Linked DNA regions of Zea mays: region 1 is linked to region 2. The links are chromatin contacts, called in public Hi-C maps. All regions are on one chromosome and are shown on one strand. The core of a region is the stretch at or near the end of the contact, and the rest is flanking DNA. Distances in the headings are between cores, read along the strand shown.

Evidence for each region. Hi-C and Micro-C count contacts between places; a contact is called where the count stands out from the background.
Region 1: a Hi-C map of leaf shows a contact between it and region 2, with 8 times the contacts expected there. The contact joins the promoter of LOC100501247 here to the promoter of LOC103627860 in region 2.

What each region holds. Positions count from the first base shown.
Region 1 is chr5:222,473,909-222,476,608 of Zm-B73-REFERENCE-NAM-5.0, forward strand. LOC100501247 reads left to right here and starts at 1,273. Exons shown (of 18, transcript NM_001196019.1): 1 at 1,273-1,338; 2 at 1,438-1,654; 3 at 1,747-1,903; 4 at 2,123-2,259; 5 at 2,616-2,700. The coding sequence starts at 1,336.
Region 2 is chr5:222,152,462-222,155,250 of Zm-B73-REFERENCE-NAM-5.0, forward strand. It overlaps LOC103627860 (serine/threonine-protein kinase VPS15), which reads right to left and starts at 1,270. Exons shown (of 12, transcript XM_008648172.2): 1 at 811-1,270; 2 at 618-692; 3 at 70-192. The coding sequence starts at 1,011.

The DNA.
Region 1 (2,700 bases), core at 23-2,522, 320 kb after region 2:
TATGACTTGCCTGGTGAGCGCATTGGATACGTAATACTATTCACAATACATGTATGTCATGTATTGTGCAGGAATCGATGGACATGTCCAGTGACCTTGATTTATATGTCACAAGAGACAACAATTAGATCCATTTATAGGGTTATAAATAGATCTATGACCAACCATGACTGATATCTCCCAACTCTATACAATAGTGAACATATAATGAGATTAGAGAAACACACTCCACTCACTTACAACTTGTAGTTTAGTGTTTGGGTAAAACTAGATCACTTTTACTGAATTGTTTGTAGTTGTTGCATCTCGTGACACTAGTGGGGTAACTTGGTTGGTCACACTTTCGTTACTCTCAAAGATTATCGTCATCTTGATGGTCTAAAGTTTGTTGGATCATTGAGTGGCTATTGGATCCATTGGCTTAATCGTGAGAGTCTCTTGTGCTCATTTCCTATGACAGATTATAGAAGAGCAACTATACTGAACTCATGTTTTTAGAGTACCTCTATAAAGTTATTCTTACGGTGTCCTTAATATGTGCTCAACATGTAATGCCAATTAACACGTGAACCATCTAGCTTAGACTCTCTATAGTGATAATTGTATTTTTTTATCTATCTTCCTTATTACTTCGATAAAATGAGTAAGGTTTTATTGTTTTTGCATAAACGACACAATTACGACACCCATCCTTGATTTCTTAGGACATCAACAATTTAGATAGCAAATTTCAATCTTTTTAGTGAATTCCATCCTTTTTACCTCTCTAGGACATAACAAAGAACCACAGTACCCTTAACAAATAGATCTCTTTCCAAAGCACACAATATAAATCAATTTAGCCTGCTGCAGTTTAGTTTATTCCTAATGATTTGCGAAATTGTAGAATATTTTCTTGTTTCCAGAGACGACGAATCTCAGTCGGCTAGATCCGACGGTGCCAACAAAAGTAATCGATCAGGAATACTTTGTTTTTTACTGTCTATATGAAAATTTTTAGGACAACAATACGTTTTTACTTTTCAAACGACAGAGTCCTGAAAAATCAAACTATTACACCTTATTTGTGTTATTTCCTAGAAATCAAACGCAAGCATGTTAAATGGTCGAAGCCGCATAAAAAATATCCTAAAAAGTTAAAAATCTCATCGGCAAGCAACCAAACCTTGTGACATTTCTTATGTCACGTGGTTCACTGGTTTGTGCCCCACCGAGACACCGAGTAACTTGGTTCGAAATCTCCCGGCGCTTCTAGTCTAGCGCTCAGTTCATCGGCAGTCCGGCACGGCGCAGAAGCTCTCCTCGCTCGCGCCGCCACACAGCCCACAACCTTCTATGGTTCTCTCTCTCTATCTGCTCGCTCCCTGAACCCTAACTTCCCCTTCCCTCCGCCACTCCTCTCACGGTCTCACCTGTTGCGTCCCCAATCCCCTGCAGGATTCGTCCTCGGCCACCGCCGCTACCGTTGCGCCGGTGGTGACCTCGGCCCCGCCGCTCGAAGACTGCCTCCGCCTCCTCCGCGGCGAGCGCGACGAGCAGAAGCTGGCGGGCCTGCTAGTCGCCGCCAACGTCTGCCGCGCGGGCGACGCCGACGCCGTCGCCAACGTCTACCGCGCCGTCGGGCCCCGCTTCCTCCGACGCCTCCTCAACACTGGTAAGAGACACGCCTGGAAGCGCGCCTCGTGGTAGTGGGGGGGGGGGGGGGGGGGGGTCAGTGGTTCATCGATTTCTGCTTCGTGGGCGCAGGGTTGGGGAAAGTGGAGGGCGGGAAGGAGGAGGAGCGAGAGGCATACATGCGGCTCGCCGTCACCGTGCTCGCAGGGCTCGCGCGCGTCCCGGAGGTTGCGGCCGACGAGGGTGTCGTTTCCACCGTGCCCCTAGTCGCCGAGGTTGTCGCCAAATCGTAAGAAATTTGTTCTCTTTGAGCTTTTGATGCTCCATACTCCATACTAACGGAGCAGTACTACTGATTTTGCAATCCCTACCAGTGGAATACACAGTTGCTATCCTATTTTGAATCTATTAAGAGCCGAGGCCAACCATTTTGATATCACTAGCTACGTTTGATGCTTTGCTTGCGATGCATGTTTGCTTATGATTGTAGCTGCATCGTTTGCTGCAGGACTGATCCAGCAATCACTGAAGAATGCTTTGAACTTCTGTCACTTATTGCAATAGCGTCTGAAGATGGGGCATATGAGTTTTGTGAGCCCGGTGTAATAGACATGATCTTCCTTCAAATCTTAAGCTTAACAGATGGTATTGAATTTTCATGCATGTATCTCAATGTCAATTTAGTCTCTAAACCGCTGTGTTAGGGCTGATACTTTCGATGCAGGTCTTAGCTGGCATATATTAAATTTGTGCATCTAGACAGACGCTTTTGTTACTCTGCTTTTGAAATGTGGATTGAAAGCTTGCCTAAGTGACAAACTCACATAGCCTATCGAATCCTGTCTTAGCTAGTATTTAGCAGTTGTGTTGTGGGTTCATGAATACCAATTTTTTGGGTCATAACTCGAGAAAAAGTATTACTGTTTTATTTGTTTAATTGGTGTCCAATATAGTTTGATGCTTAATTTCTTATATGATTTTGTTGATTACATTGTTTGTAGGTTCTAAGTGCGTAGAACTTGCCATTAACCTACTGCAGTTACTAGTTCATAAACTCAAAGTTGACACTATGAGTTCGGAGAAACT
Region 2 (2,789 bases), core at 20-2,519:
GAGCTATGGACACCAGCAGGATCAACTTCTACGCCTTTGTAAATACACACCAAAGAAAAGAGACGTCACCTGAAAGGCAAGCCATTTCTTTGCAACCTGACTGAGGAAAGGGCGTGTACTCAACCGATCTTGCAAGTTGCTGAAGAAGTATTGTCTCAAGAGATATGCTGCCTTATCTGTTTGCAGCCAAACCTGAACAACACTGGAAGCCAATTCAGCAAGTGAACTGAATTGCAACGTACATTTATTGATTCATACTATCTTAGTATTTCAGTAACATGCCAGCTTGTGGAAGAAAACATCCAAATAAACTGGCTATATCACTAACTTTTCATCAGGACTTAATCGAAATAGGTAACTCGCAGCATATAATGCCAAAAAAAATACAACACCACTTGAAAGGGCGGTTAAATTAACTTATTGCCAAAAACACAAAACCTTGTACTGTAAACTTAGCTGAACCAAACATACATGCAGCACATGGGATAAAAATCCGATAAACCACAGTAAAACATGCAATTGCGCATTGGAATAGCGTCGCCAATGCCCCCTCTTTTATGAAGCTACAGCCTACGCCCCACAGGCGAAACCGTAAGCCCTAAGCACGGAATCCTCACCTGGAAGGGCCATACGTGGGACCCCTCGATCCCCTTGAACGCGTTCCTAATCCGCTCCAGCCTCCGCTCGTGCTCCTGCAAAACCAGCAGCGGGATCTCACGACCACGATCCGGAACCAAATCCGAATAAAGTCACGAGGGGATTGGCGGGGCGCCTGCGAGCAGCCGCCAGCCGCGGCCGCGGGCGGATTACCTTGAGGTCTATGGACTCGCCGGCGCGCTTAAAGTAGACCTTGACGAGGAGCAACCCCTCGTCGTGCTTGCAGCGGACGGACTTGAGGAAGCGGCCGCGGCTGACGACGTCGAGGAGCACGAGATTGTAGGTGGACGGCAGGTCGTGGAGGTAGTACTCCGTCGCCGACGCCTGCGTCGTCCGCGCGATCTTATTCCCCATCGCGTCCTCCGCCGGCGGCGCCGCCTGGGGCTTGCTTTGCTTCGCTTGCGGGGTGCGTCGTGGGCTCGTGGCGTTGCGTGGGGCGTAGGCGATCGATCAGGTCAGGTCTGGTCATGTGTGGCCCCGTGCCGTGCCGTGCCGTGCTGTGGTGTATTGGGCTCGAACGCGCTGACCCTCGTTCGCAATTCGCACGCTGTTCGGTTAAGCCTTTTCCGGCCGGGATCACGGACCCATCCCCGTGGATCACACCTCCTGGAAACAACCCCTGCCCAAAACAAACGCGTTCGGTTAAGCCCCTGTTGCCCCCGCCCTGGAACGGTGCCAGTCGAGTCCAGACATTTTTTGTTGCCTCTGGCTTGGAATGGCGCCTGGTCATTCGGGGTGGAAAATATTCCCACGCGAAGCAGCCATGAGCGGATGAGCCCATGAGGCAATAGGCGCAAAGGGCAAGCGACGGCGTCACGGTGACGATGGCTACGACGCGGATTCCTTTCTCTGGGCGTCGATCTCCTCCGATAGCCGCCTTCTCACCGTTACTTTTCTTTCTCTGTGTCTCCTATCGCATCTAGGGTCTGAAAATTTGTAGTCCATAAGAGCTAGTTTGGGAGACACAAAACCGGAGGGAATTGGAGGTGACAGAATCCTCTTTTTATTCAAATTTGAATAGAAAGGGGATTCTATCCCCTCAAATCCCGTCCGGTTTTATGGCTCTCAAACTACCCCTAAGTATATATAGGATCCCATCGCTGGCACACGAACTTCGCCTGGCATAGTCGATGATGGCTACGCAGCCGGAGCCCCGACTTCGGCGAGCGCTGCGTGAAAGAGCATGAGTGTAGATGCTCCCTCCCTCTTCTTGATATTCATATTCAGATATTTGGTCATGGCGCGAGTCAGAGCGGTTTGCTCATGGTGGCCATGCGGCGTATGCGTATGTGATGGTGTGGACGACAGTCACGTTCCAGTTGGGCGTCTTCGGCGTCACCGACATGCTGTTCCAGCCTTCCAGGCAAGGCCGTTCCTGAGGGGTTGCCGAGGGTACGGCCGCACCGGAGCCCCAAAAATATAGAGCCCCATAGCCATTAAACGCTAGCATTTTTTCCTATTAAATTTATCTATTCTAGACACAAATACGCAAAAAACGATTGCGCTATCGACCAGTCTCGTTTAGATTATTAAACTAATATCTCAATTACTTATCGAATACTCTATCCGTAAGATAGTTTAGCTCTTGATTTTTATGTTTATATTCAACTAGATGATGATGAATCTGCTAAAGAAGCAAAACAAATTCTATTTTGATATAGAGAGAGTACTATTTACTATACATATGATGGTTACATCGATAGAGAGAAGCTTTTTAAAATTGAAATATTTTTGTGAACTATTTATGGCCAACAATAACTCAAGAGAGATCAAATGGCTTGGCGATTCTATATATCAAAAAAAGTTGTTGGATGAGATTTATCTCAATGATATAAGCAATGACTTTGTATCACAAAATGTTAGAAGATATTATTAATAATATCAGAGAATAAGTAAGTGTTTTGACTATATTTTACATTTGTTATCTTATAAAACTTTAAAATAGTGCATAATAATTTTTATACGTCAAATATTTAATAGTATTTGTATAATTATATATATATATATATATGGATAGGCCTCCGTATCAGATTTCGCACGGGGCCCTGAAAAGTCAGGAACGGCCCTGGTTCCAAGCGTCCACCGTCCTCGTCGGCATGCTGAATGTTGTCAGGCTCCCCCTGACGAGCATC